Linked DNA regions of Zea mays: regions 2 and 3 are each linked to region 1. The links are chromatin contacts, called in public Hi-C maps. All regions are on one chromosome and are shown on one strand. Each heading gives the region's core, a stretch centred on a gene start, on an enhancer-like site or on the middle of the called end of the contact. The rest is flanking DNA. Distances are from core to core; before and after follow the strand shown.

What was found. Hi-C and Micro-C count contacts between places; a contact is called where the count stands out from the background.
Region 2: a contact with region 1 is called in a Hi-C map of endosperm, with 6 times the contacts expected there. The contact joins the promoter of LOC100276641 here to the promoter of LOC100383653 in region 1. A contact is called at or near these places in 3 of 25 Hi-C or Micro-C datasets (bundle sheath, endosperm and leaf).
Region 3: a Hi-C map of ear shows a contact between it and region 1, with 5 times the contacts expected there. The contact joins the promoter of LOC100279194 here to the promoter of LOC100383653 in region 1. A contact is called at or near these places in 7 of 25 Hi-C or Micro-C datasets (ear, endosperm, leaf and 2 more).

The regions. Positions count from the first base shown.
Region 1 is chr5:171,240,487-171,245,143 of Zm-B73-REFERENCE-NAM-5.0, forward strand. LOC100383653 (Chaperone protein ClpD chloroplastic) reads left to right here and starts at 2,632. Exons shown (of 12, transcript XM_008645873.4): 1 at 2,632-3,554; 2 at 3,766-3,935; 3 at 4,042-4,271; 4 at 4,360-4,468; 5 at 4,558-4,657. The coding sequence starts at 2,929.
Region 2 is chr5:170,883,082-170,887,738 of Zm-B73-REFERENCE-NAM-5.0, forward strand. LOC100276641 reads right to left here and starts at 2,841. Exons shown (of 1, transcript NM_001174570.1): 1 at 1,499-2,841. The coding sequence starts at 2,411. The coding sequence ends at 1,917.
Region 3 is chr5:170,950,726-170,955,382 of Zm-B73-REFERENCE-NAM-5.0, forward strand. LOC100279194 reads left to right here and starts at 2,492. Exons shown (of 18, transcript NM_001367369.1): 1 at 2,492-2,859; 2 at 3,217-3,363; 3 at 3,471-3,626; 4 at 3,766-3,888; 5 at 3,963-4,131. The coding sequence starts at 2,647.

The DNA.
Region 1 (4,657 bases), core at 1,382-3,881:
TGAGCAGTCCGGACCCCTTGCAGAGGGGTCTGGTTCCCACCTCAGGGGCCTAGCATGCACACATGGAGGTCCCGGACCTCCCCTAGGAGTCCTGTCGTAAACCTAGGGGTTCGACGCACTCTCATGGGGGTCCGGACTTACTGCAGATGCCCTGGAGCATTCCTCCTTTTCGGACACGTGGTGGCTCCGAACCCGCCCCTGCGGTGAGGCCGAGCGCCGCTGTGGGTCCTGAGCAGCCGCTTGTGGCTGGGCCGAGGCGCGCCTTGGTTACGGACGCAGCACCATTGCCACACGGCTAAGTGATAGCCGCGCGGGCGCTGTGCCTTGATACTGCCGTAGAGTTACCCTTATTTAGGGGTAACGACAGAGTGGCTAGGCGTGTCAGCAGCCTTGTTGGATTTTGATCGGTTATGATTGAAAACATAAGCTCTTTATTTTCATATGGTAAATAAATACGAAACAAAACCAATCAGCAGACAGCTTCTTCAAGTCGTCATTGTCACTAGTGCGCGCATATGGAACTGTAGATAGATTCAGCCCACCGAGGAGTATCGCGAAAACTGGCAGACCACCCTTGCGAAAAAAAAGAGAGAAAGAAAAATCTGGAAGAAAGAAAAGTATAGTCAACGGCGCGAGTAGGAAGCAACGGACTGGCTGAGACGGAACTTGCTAGGCGGGCCAGGCCAGGCCAGGAAAAAGCGGGAAACTGTGCTCCTGGCGTTGAAAGAACAAACAAGTAGGGTGAGCGCGAAGCACCAAACCGTGTAGGGAAAGGCTTGCCTTCTCTTTCGCGCTCCTCCGCACGCAAGTGCCTGCTGCCTGGTGGGTGTTGCGTTCCGTGTGCAAATAAGCCTGCCGTCCGTCACCATCCATCCGGTTCCGGTGGACGAGGACGGTCGAGTCGACTGTCCCGCGAAACTAACCTCGCGCCATCTCACCAGTGTATTAGTGAGGATGAACAATGCGCATGATCGGTGGACAATTAATTTTTTCACGAGGAGTAATTAGTAGTAAAAGACAGTAAGCTTAGTAGTAGCCTATGTAGGGCTGGACAAAATGCTTGTGGCTTATTGGCTCGCTTGGTTCATGGTCAACTCAGCTCGGATCAGCTTGTTTGAATTTTTTCACGAGCTGAGCTGACATTCTAGCTCGGTTTGTTAACGAGTCAGCTTGTGAGCCAAACAAGCTACCACATTCTAGCAAAACGAAACTATATGCACATCATTTACAGAATAATTGATGAGCATGTTATATGTACGTGAGGTGTCTATGGCTTATTTGTTAAAATAATGATTAATGAACTATGTTTATGTATTAAATTAGTCTATGCAAATATAATTGTGGGTTAAACTGATGAACATGTATGTGAATTGTGAATTGATGAATGATGAATTATGCTCATTAGGTGTTACATTGACGTGGTTTACGAAACTATAAGTATAATTACTATTTTCTATTGTTAAATTAGTTTAAAATTAACTAAAAATTAATTATTATATATATTATTTTTTCTGTTCTAGCTCACGAGCTAGCTCGAGCTTGTAAATGAGTCGAGCCGAGTTGACTCTGTGGCTCGTTAACTTAACAGGCTGAGTCGAGCTTGCTCGTTAGCTTAACGAGCCAACTCGAACTCGAACAAGCCGAGCCAAGCTGACTCGTTATCCACCCCTAAGCCTATGTATCCTAGTGTTTAGTGTTGTTAGGTAGAGACCGGCCACTGCACTTGCACGTGTGACCCCCTGTCAGATCTCGTATGGTTGGTGTACAGACACGCAGCTGGTGGTTGTCTACATGTAGACCTAAACTTGTTCGTCGCTGAGAGTATCTAACTAACGGGAGCTAGAAGAAGATGCAGTAGCAATGTGTACTTGTTGTGGCCGTTGTGGTTCAGAGGAGAGTAGGAGCACGTACCCGTCGACCCTCCCCCTGCCTTGTTTTGCTCTGCACCGCATCCGTTTCCCTGTTCTCCAAGAACACGGATTACTGTAACCACGCAGCATGCATGGTTAACAGGCTCACGAGTCCAAACAGGAGACGGTGCCTGTTTCGGCACGGTCAATCCCCGACTGCCAGGGCGGGACCGGGGCTGTTTTCACAAACGTGCATGTATCGGGAAAAAAAAAGGCAGAAGCTTCCGGTACGCGAGTGAGCAGCACCCCGCCCGCTTGAGCACAGCCGCCCACGTCGCGGGCAGTGGAGGATGACACATGTGCCGACGTGAACGATCTCGCGCCGACTCGGTCCGCTGCTGCACTGGCCAGCCAAGCTGACCATCGGCCCCCACGCAGTATGGCCACGGCACCGAAAAGCCCAGAAACGGCCGAAACAGCGGCCGAACCACCCCGGCCCCTGCTGCCGATCGCAGTCGGACGGACCGCCACGCCTTGGCCGGTTGACCGCGGGGGCCGGTGTGGGTGGTGGACTGGTGGTGTGGTGGCGTGCGGAGGCGGAGACATCCCGGCCCGGCACGGCCGACGCGCGGTAGAAACGGAGGACACCGAGGCTGAGCAGTGGGCACCACCGATCCCTTTCTTTCGTTTCGCTCGCCCCCACGCGCGCGCACCCGCCGGCCGAACTGCCATTCCGGACTCGTGTCCCTCCTTCCTTGCGTGCTTCCTTCCCCTTCCTTCCGTTCCGTCCTCCCCGCCTCCGCCCCCGCCTCCGCCGCGCGGTATTTTTATACCGCTCTCCCCCGTCTCCTCCTCGCCTACTCATCCACTCGCCACGCCACGCCACGCCACGCCTCCAACTCCAAGCAGATAGATAGACTAGATAGCTGTTGGCGTGCGACGCGTAGCGAGAGCGTGACTAACCGCTGCCTAAGCAAGCATATAAGCATTTGATTCGTTCCTAGGACAGGGGAGGGTTAAGGTAGTTCCTTAATTTTTCTTGTTTCTTTTTTTGTGTGTCGTTGCTGGTGCGGTAGCTATGGAGGTGTGCTGCTGCTCCACCTCGTCGTCCGTCCTCACCGCCGGGGGCCGCGGCGCCGCGGCGCGGAGGCTGGCCGCGCCGGCGGCTCGCTGGGGCGCAGCGGGGTTCGGGAGGGCGGTGGTGCTGGCGCACCCGCTCCCACGCCCGGCATCCGCGGCCGCGGCGGCGCCCACGCGCCGGGCGCGCAGGGGGGGCGTCGGCGTCGTCAGGGCGGTGTTCGAGCGGTTCACGGAGCGGGCCGTCAAGGCGGTCGTGCTGTCGCAGCGGGAGGCCCGGGGGCTCGGGGAGCCCGCCGTGGCGCCGCGCCACCTCCTCCTCGGCCTGGTCGCCGAGGACCGATCCTCGGGCGGCTTCCTCTCGTCGGGGATCAACATCGAGCGCGCGCGCGAGGAGTGCCGCGGCATCGCTGCCAGTGCCAGGGACGCGGACTCGGCCACCGCGGCGTCTAGGCCCGGGTCGTCGGGGCTCGACACGGACGTGCCCTTCGCCGCGCCCACCAAGCAGGTCTTCGACGTGGCCGTCGTGCTCTCCAAGAACATGGGCTCCAGCTTCGTCTCGCCCGAGCACCTCGCCATCGCACTCTTCTCCCTCGACGATCCAACCACCAACAACCTCCTAAGGAGGTACGTTCTCTTGTTTGTTTTCCATTGCAACTGATCTCCAGATCCGCTGCAATCGATGACATTTACTTATCGACCACATTACACAAACGAAGTTTGGCATCTAGTTGTACAGATATGATTGATAGGCTCGCCCCAATGAAAAATGATCTCAGTTATCTTCGCATCCTTTCGTTGTTTGGGCCTCATTGCTGCATGCTGTCGATTGCTGTAGTTTGGGAGCGGATCCCAGTCATCTAGCATCGGTTGCAGTCGACCGTCTCCAAGCAGAGCTTGCGAAAGATGGCAGAGATCCTGCTGAACCATCATCTTTCAAAGTTCCAAAGAAAGCCCCTGCTGCAGCCGGAAGATCTGCCTTCTCCCAGTCCTTGACTAAAAAGAAAGGTCAGGAGCTAGAGGAGTTCAGTCAAAGCTTACACTCATGTTTGTTCCACTATAGGTCAAGTAAAAAACCTCAATGGACGCTTGCATTGTTTATCTTTTTTTTCAGATAAGGGTGCGCTGGATCAATTTTGTTTGGATTTGACCACACAAGCTAGTGGAGGTTTCATTGATCCTATTATTGGCCGTGAAGAAGAGATTGAAAGAGTAGTTCAGATAGTATGCCGGCGGACGAAGAACAACCCTATTCTTTTGGGTGAGGCGGGTGTTGGCAAAACTGCAATTGCCGAGGGTCTGGCTCTTCGAATTGCAAATGGAGATGTCCCCATTTACCTTGTGGTAAGCTTGACTTGCCAGTGACAGATCTAAGGTTATGCACCACGATTAGCTTACAGATAAGTGGTTTTCATATTTAAATTATTTGCAGGCAAAGCGCATATTGTCGCTAGATGTTGGTCTCCTTATTGCTGGTGCAAAGGAGAGGGGTGAACTGGAGTCTAGGGTTACTAATATAATCCGCGAGGTCCGGGAAGCAGGTCAGTTAGTAGTGCATTCTGAAATGTTATCAGATATGGAGCTTCTGCACGTGGTCATGAATATTAAAAATCATAAGAACTTTGTGCAGGCGATGTTATTCTTTTTATTGATGAGGTCCACAACCTTATTGGATCTGGAACTGTTGGAAAGAGTAAGGGTTCTGGTCTTGACATTGGCAACTTGCTGAA
Region 2 (4,657 bases), core at 1,591-4,090, 360 kb before region 1:
CGACCACGACAACTGCGCACGTGAGAAAAAAACGTGAGAGCACGGGCGGATTGGGGAGGAATGCTCACGCGAAAATATGCGGGAGCGAAGGTCGCCGATGAGGGATGCGAAATTTTTCAGAGGTGGATACAGGAGCTGTTGGAACCAGCAAAATTAGTTTTTTCCCCTAATATATTTTTTAGGGTAAGTTTGCATCTTCTTTTGGAGTTGCTCTTAAACGACTTTCGTCCGACTTGAAAGTTGAAACGGAGCTCACCGCGAACGGCCGCTTTAATGCTTTATCAAGCGACAGGGGATTCCCCGTTTGTCCTCTCCTCGTCCAGCAGCTGGCAGTAGTAATAATAATAATAATAAACAGAGAAGCCGGCAGCGTCACCTCATTTCGATCCCAGAAAAGATCTGCTCCACCTCCACGTTGCTGTAGTTAAGAAGAGAGAATCTCTCGTGCGTCCGCCGGAAGCAATCATCGCCGCCGGTTTTATTATTTAGCAGCAGCTACAGCCTGACCCAGAGCTGCACGGATCACCCATCATCAAACAGGCAGAAGCTACAGCTTGTCAGCGTGGAGGCCGAAGAAAGAGGAAGGCCGGTCCACGTCCATCCAATGCGCTAGCGCCTAGCGGATGGTCTCTCATCTCATCATCAGTGCAGGGCATCAAAACTCATCACAACCACCTTGCACATGATCGCGATGGAGACCTGGTGGTGGCCGGTGTGTGGGCAGGCACTCCGCCCTGGGCAGTGCAGAGCAAGCAGTGCTGTACAAGTAGATGTGGTTGGCCGAACCACGTCGAGCTAGCAACTCCTTCCGGGGGGAAGCGCAACCACCAGTAGACGCACTCACCTGGAGGCTGGATGTTTTTTTATATATATATTTGGAAATTCCTTGGATCAGAAAATTCTGAAACTAAAAAGGTCAGAGCCGGAGAACATGGATGATGTCGAAACGCGACATCGACACCGATGGAAGACAGAGAGGTGCGGTCCTAATCGCCATCCTAATCCTTATCCTAATCTGTCAGGTTGAAGCTAGGACTAGTAAAATCGAGACGGAATATTTGGGGAGAGAATTGACCTAGCACTAGCAGCAACCAGCGATAGCCACATCACGTCGTCATCTTCGCCCTCGACTCAGGGCTTCTTCAGCTGTGGTGCCTTGCACCTCCCCTCAAGAAATCTAACCAAGGCCCTGTTTGTTTCAGCTTCTGTCAGCTTCTGGCCACCAAAAGCTGCTGCGGACTGCCAAACGCTCAGCTTTTCAGTCAGCTTCTATAAAATTCGTTGGGACAAAAACCATCCAAAATCAACATAAACACAGAATCGGTTGAGTCGTTGTAACAGAATCGGTTGAGTCGTTGTAATAGTAGGAATCCGTCACTTTCTAGATCCTGAGCCCTATAAACAACTTTATCTTCCTCCACACGTAATCGTAATTATACTCAGATTCTCCCCACAGCCAGATTCTCACCACAGCCAGATTTTCAGAAAAGCTGGTCAGAAAAAAGCTGAACCAAACAGGTACCAAACCGGCCACTGATTGAAGATCTTTTATGTACGGGTACGAACTCTTCACCGAAGAAACACAGACCATGAGTCCATGACCATCACACCACAGACAGAAGGACACAACAAGGGTGATGATACTTCAATACTAGTAGCACGTAGAATGGTAAAGAGAGGCAATTAATTACATGGAAAGGCATCCAGTTTAACCTTCTCCCCAAATCAGGATCCAGTTCACCAGTTGAGAGGAGCAGCGGTAGCAGTGGCAGGAGGAGGAGAGTCTCGTCTTGGCAAGGAAGAAGGCGGGACGGCCGGCAATCAGGAATTTAGAACCACAACCAGCACGAAGGGAGGAAACGGGTAGGGGGGAAGAGGCAAAACAGCGCGGATCACAACAAGAGGGAATAATAGCTTCACTCCTTTCCTTCTGACAGACTGACACGACAAGTATATCCCATCATCTTCTCACTTTCCCCACGCCTCGCCCGTCTTTGGCCTCGGACACTCACAGGGCCTCGACGGTGCGGGAGGAAGCGGAAGACGAGACGCCCTGCGCCGGCGCGGCGGGGGAGGCCGGCGGGGACGGGTGCGGGTGGCCGTGGCCGTGGCCCTGGGAGTTGGTGCGGTGGAGCCGGCACTTGAACGACCCGGCGTGGGTCGCGGGCGCGCACACGCACTTGGCCCCGCCGCCGCCGCCGCCGTGGCTGTGGCCCGCGGAGGACGCGGAGGAGAAGCTGCGCCGGAAGTTGCGCGGCGATGCCGCCGCCGCCGCCGCGCCGCCCGTCGGGGTCGTGCTGGTGCTGTGGCTGTGAGGGCCGTGGAACCGTCCCTCCTCGCCCGTCGTGTCCACGTAGTTGGACGCCATCGATCGCTTTTTCTTCCTCCCCGCTCTCTGATCTGCTGCACATGCCAGGACATAGGCCATCATCAGCCAGCGGCGCAACGCGACATCCAGAAGGCAAGGCAAGGCAAGCCGCAATACTTAAATGCGGGGGGAAAATAAATAAATTGAAATCCAGGAGTAAAGATCCTTGTGCGTAACGCAGCGAACGGCACAGGGAAACAAATTAACTGCGTTCGTAAATTCAACTTAAGAGGATGTTGCTGTATCCTCCACTACGACCGAACGAACCCAGGCTATCGTTCGTTCAGTGACGTCCCAGTTTTTACAGTTGCACAAGACTCACTTTCGGTTTCAGGGTTAACATAATATAAGCGAGATTTCTTAGCGTCTCATCAGGAGTACTACTAGTAGATAAGATCAAGCGAGGACAGGAGAGAGGAGGCTACCTACGGACGAAGACGACGGCGGCGGCGGCGGAAGAAGACGGCAGCAGGCTCACAGAGCGGCAAACTGCGTTATCCAGGCCTTGGCGCCCGTTTTATAGCCGGCGAGAGGTCAGAGCAGAGGTGCCCGCGGGCAGGCCGGGTAGGGGCTGCCCGGGAATCCCTCCGCCAACCCAACCCGTGGGCCCCTCGGGCCCACAGGCCATCGGCGCACAGCCCTTCACCCTCGCTGGGCTGGATCCAAACGAGGACGCCGATGCCCTCCGGTGCGGTGTAACCGCTGCCCCCCCTCCCCCACCCCGGATCTCGTCGTTTGCGCGGCAACGGATTTGGATCCATTCGGGCCCGGCGGAGAGGACACGCTCCTGGCCTGCTGCTACGTGCGCACTGCCTAGTTTTACACGCGTACTTGTGGGTATTGTACTCCTTGTATATCTTTACTGCTTTTATTATCTGCATCAGTTTATTCACTCGTCCACATATTCAAACTCTATTATACAAACGATGGACCAAAATCTCTACCGCGATCTTTCGCGGCGATGGAGACGGAGATTTTTCCTCCTATGCAAACAGGGAAGATAAGGATATATACAATCAAGATAGAGAAAAATATATCACAAGCTTGTACTGCGGGCTGCAGGCTGCAGCAACGTACGTACTGCCTACTTGGATCTCCTGCTCCACCGGTTTTTCAACGGAGCAATACAAGCGCCGTCCCGCTCTGACGCTTCCCGGGCCACTAGTACCGTCCCGCCGGTGACCGACGTACCGATCGATTGTGACTGTGTGGATGCGGCCTCCCCTACCCCGCACCGCAGTGACGGGATAGCCGGTAGCCACGGCGCCGCCACGACGCCGGACGGTGCCGAAGTCCTCTCCCACGTCTAGTGTGACGATAGGTTATATAATGTATACTATAAAATTTAAAGATCAATTTAGGATCAGATTTTATTTCTATTTTATTTTTCAACTAGAAATAATTTAAAACTTAATAAATTATAAAGAAACATTTAAATCACAATCTATTATCATCTCTACCACGTGAGGTCACTCTTCTACACGCGAATTTTAGGCCGAACGGGTCGGCAAGCCCCGATGGCTGCGCGCCGGCTTCCGCGTGGTCAGCAGGACGGTGAACCCTGGGTCCAAAGCCGCTCCTGCGAGCCACCACCAACGTCGATGGACGGTGCGTGGCAGGTGGCACCTCACGGAATCACACGGTCGGTACTCGGTGGGCGATGCCTCCTCCGCGGCTCCGCAGCGTCTCCGGATGCCTTCAGCCCGGCTCAGCGGCGCATGCGACTTCCTCGTCCTGACGTCTGATTTTCTGAGGCAGCCATCCAAGGCATGGGCTCATCACAATTCACAAGATGGAAGTTTAGAGTTGCCGTCCATCGTCGGACGCGTTATCCTTAGCGACCTGGCCGGGAGACTCCGGGCTGCCATCAGACGCATTGCCGTTGCGTCTTCGCCACTGCTTGCTGAACTCCTTCCTCGTCCTAGGTTTCGGTCCTCACCCGTCAAGTTATCAGCCGGTGTCGTGTCTCTGCAAGTGGCCGGCTTGCATTGTTTATCCATCGTCCACCCGATGAAAATATCGGGCGGAACAGGTCAGGCGTGCGTGATTGCAAGCACGACAAGGGACAAGAAAAAACAAAGCGTCGTGGATAAACATCATGACCATTATGTCGACCGGCCGGGCCCCGTACTCACTACTACTACTCCCGCGCGCCCGGGCCCGGCCCACCCACCGGAGGTTCTCGTCGCGTTTTGCCATGGTGACCACTGCCGTGCCGCCGCGGGTGTGTGAAAGCTGTTTGGCGCCGGTCCCTAGCTCCCTGGGCCGTGGTAGCAATTTCGAATCGCG
Region 3 (4,657 bases), core at 1,242-3,741, 290 kb before region 1:
GATCCAATCCCTGTCGTTTTGTCTCAACATTATATTTCGCTTTCTTTACCCAACATTCCAACCTGCTCGTTGGAACAATATAGGTGAGCGCTAGCTGTTGCCTCCGAGTTGCAGCGACAGGATCTAGAACTCAAACATACAACGCCAACTCTTATCCTTGAGACCTATGTTTTCCTGTTTGAATATTGATTGTTGATTTCATAGGACATAAAATTGTTGAAAGCATATCGTTTTTTTTTTGTATGAAGCTTTAGCTATGCATATGCCTGATCTATACATCCAATTTCTTTGTCTTTCTTTTCCTATTTAGAAAATCCACATTAGACCTCATTGTAGTATGTAAAAAATGTGATTCGACGTGTTGGAAACCATCCACAACATACTCTCTTTCAACTGTCCCCTACTAATTAGTGCCGCCAATTCTATACTAATCCCAAAAAATAGGAGCATCCATATCAGATCATTGATTTTTGGAGGGACCGTGTGGCACCTAAGAAACGCAAATTAGACAACTTAAAACTCTAATTCTAACCATGACTTCTAATTTTTACCTAGTCAAAAAATTATACAATAAATAAACTATTTAAATGTGTAAGTAAGGGGCTGTTTGATTTCTAAGAACTAATTTTTAGTCTCTCTATTTTAGTTTCCATATTTGTTAATTTAGTGACTAAAATAGAATAAAATGGATGGACTGAAAATTAGTTCCTAGAAACCAAATACCCCTAAAGTTTACTAGGTGTATTTTTATATTTATACAAAAGAGTAATGCAAACTAGATTTCAATCCTATCGGCTAAGGGTGTGTTTGGTTCAGCTTTTTGAATCGATTTGCTGCCAAAAATCTAGAATCTCAATCAAATGGGTACAACAAGATAATAGATTCCTAAAAAACTACATATTTCACTAGTTCAATTCAGAATCACCTTCTACCCCAGATTTTCTAGATTCATGTCATTCATATTACAAACTTTCATGTTCTTATAGAATCTATAGTTAAGAGTTGTTTCAACCAAATAAATTTCAGTTTTTCACAATCGTCAACTCACAATAACTTTCTCACGCCTAGAATCAAATTTCCAGGAATTTACATCTGAACCAAAAAGTCCTTAATCTAGGAAGGTAAAGCACACTCTAAGATACACAATATAAATACAGAATCTAAAGACCGATAGAGATAGAAACTCTTATTCGACATCACCATACTTTTACCAAGGTATCAAGAAGCAAACGACTTTCCCCTATTACTTGTTGGAGCCTATCACAAAGATGTCTTCGCAAGAGCCAAGCTCTCAGTTAGATAACTCTATAGATAGCACTTGACCTTTTCCATACATAAGTGGGTCTCCGAGATAACCTCTCTCAGACTGCTTCCGACATTTTCACTATTGAGCTTTTGATCAAAATGTTGCATATATCATTCTAAATGTTGCATGTCTAGTACAAGACGGCGACCACACTACAGACACACTTAGTATGATCTCACATGAATAGTTGGATTGTACGGTCTGGTGCAATGACAAATATCTAAACTTTGGAAAGTGGTGCAATGACAAATTCCAAACCAAATAACCTATTTATGAAATAAATTCTAATTCTTTCAAAATGAAGATATACAAATGACCCGTTTTAGTTGATAACAATGTACAAAAACATTGCAAATCCTTAGGTTTATAGACAAAATTTGTTGCAAATACTATCATGAACATGAGCGAACAGATGTTGCCAAGTCACGGTCGCACGCCGCTGCAACGAACACATCACAATGCCTTTTGCAACCTACGACTCCCAAATAATCACCTGCAGGCCCTACAGCTACAGCGACCGATCAGGTGCACCGATCAGCTATAGATAGTGTCGAAAGCCAGGCGGACAGGGCCGGCCGCTTAGCCGCCTGTCAGCTGTTCGCGCGAGTGACGAGCGCGATGCTTCCGGCCGCTGCATCTACCGCTCATGTGGACATGTGGTCTGGATGCAACGTGAGCTTCGTTTTATCGCGGCCGCTTCACGCTAATGGCGAATATAGAATTGCTGCCTGTTCGGTGTCCCTCGGCCCTCGCGTCGCTCGTGTGCACACCCAGCCGGGGATACGAATATGATATGGAAATCTAATCAGAAAGATTGGGTTCCCCAATCCAACGTGGTTGCAGATCCACTAATCAGCAACCACCAGGAAAGCAACGCAGTGACATAAAAGTTGAGTTTTATTACCCCCAACTACTAGCTGGAAGGAACACAAATGAACCTTAACAATCTGTACATTTTAGAAAATACAAGTAAATCGACAAATCGTACCCTGTGTGACTCTGTCAATAAGGCATGTAAACCCTTTGTAAAAAAGAATGAAGAGAAGAAGAAAGATGATCCTGTACGCTCGTCGAAACCAAAGAAATACAGTGCGTACTACCATTCAAAGCTCTTGCATTATTATTTTCAATCATCTCGTGACGGAAAAACAAAGTCAACACGAAGGACTCGGCCGGTAGCACTGGCGCTAGCAGCAGCAGAGATCGACCGGCCATCGCCGTTTTATAAAAAGAGAGTCCAGCGGTAGCCGTCGCTGACGGACGCCCCCCTCCCAGACCTCCGCCCGGATCTCGCCGCCTCTCCCGCCCCTGCTCGCGAGCCGCCGTCGACAGCCACCGCCATGGGCACGGCCAACGGCCAGCAGCCGGCAGAGGGCGCTCCCTCTGACAAGCTCCGCCACGTCGAGTCCATGTCGGAGCTGCCCTCCGGCGCCGGCAAGATCTCGGGGATCAACGCCGTCGTGCTCGGGGAGTCGCTCGCCGCCGAGGAGAACGACCTCATCGTCCCCAGCCCCGAGTTCTCTGCCAGCGCCCTCGTCTCTTCTCCGAAACAGGTGTGTGCAAAACCGAAACTTAGTACCCGTCGGACGTCTCTCGCCTGCGGCTTGTTGATTCTTGTGCTGTTGAAGGCAAATGCAAAATCGAGTCTTTTTTTTATCCAATCAGCGGCTTGCTCTAGACTAAAGGCGTTTGCTTTAGCACTCGGGCGCTTTTCACTTTGGGCGTCGCACAACTTTGCAATTGCAAGCATGAGAATGAGATGAGAGGTTTGCCATGATCAGGCTTGTTGGGGAAGTCCGACAGGGAACGACAATTCGTCCGCGCTGGTGTTTGTTTCTCATTTTGTTTTCGATGATTGGTGATGTAAATAACATTGCGGTCTTGGTGTGATTTTTCATGGTCGGCATCAGTATCGCGAGATGTATGAGAGGTCCATTAAGGACCCGGCCGGGTTCTGGTCGGAGATTGCCGAGACCTTTTACTGGAAGGAGAAGTGGAACCCCGCCGAGGTCTGCTCGGAGAACCTCGATGTCACCAAGGGACCCGTCCAGATCAACGTAAGTGTTGTTTGATGATTGTTAGCTAAACGTTAGCGTCCCTTTGGAATATGAACGGGTATATTATGGTGGTTCTGATCCGTCTCATGGTTCTTGGTCCTGTACAGTGGTTCAAGGGAGGGAAAACCAACATATGTTACAACGCTGTTGACCGCAACATCGAGTCTGGCAATGGCGACAAGGTTGCAATGTACTGGGAGGGTAATGAGCCCGGTCAGGATGGGAAGCTTACCTATTCCGAGCTCCTGGAGAAGGTTTGCCAGGTAAATGCACGCTCATGTCTGAAATGTTTACCACAAGCAAAACTGGCAACGGCAAGTGTACTAGCACACATGTCACAACACTTGCATTCAGAGACTCAAAGAAGATGACCAGGTCTAAGCCGGTCTTTTATGCTTGTAGCTTGCAAATTACTTGAAGAGCCTTGGTGTCGGCAAGGGTGATGCTGTTATTATATACCTACCAATGTTGCTGGAGCTTCCCATTGCCATGCTTGCCTGTGCCCGCATTGGTGCCGTTCACTCGGTAATTGCAGTATTGGTTGTTTTGTGAACCCTAGGTTTTCTTTTCTATGTTGTGATACATCCATGCTTGTACAGGTTGTGTTTGCTGGCTTCTCAGCAGATTCGCTAGCTCAAAGGATTGTCGATTGCAAGCCTAAGCTTGTCATCACGTGCAATGCTGTGAAGCGGGGAGTCAAGCCCATCTTTCTCAAAGATATAGTGGATGCAGCTTTGGTTGAAAGTGAGAAGAATGGAGTCTCTGTAGGTATGCACTGGGATCTGGTTTGGGTATTCACATCAATAACTTTGAGCTTTTGTCAGGTGGCAGCTATTTTGTACTCGTTATTTCATCCCATTGTCCGCCAGTGTTTTATTGCGACATCATGCCAAACAAACGTCATATGAAGATAGGGCAACATATCAAATGCACATAATCTATCTAGTGCACATATGCACAGATTATATCTGGACCCTTTGTCCAGTAATTAATGATTGACATATTTTACGAAAAAACCCTTCATTGCTCCTCTCCTCCGTGTCTAGGTGTATATTTGCAAAAAACCACTCGCACGTTCAACCATTGATTGTTGGACGAAGGATCCAGATTTAATATGAACATATATGCACGGATGGGTTTTGCACATAGGATACGTTCCCTGAAGATAGACACAAAACTAAGGGTTACACTAGGATTCTCAATATGTTGATTTTTTTTCTGTAGTTGCTCATTTATGTGAGACAAGCGAAACTAATCTCAAATTTGGGTAAATAACCGATTGAGGAAGTCAGAC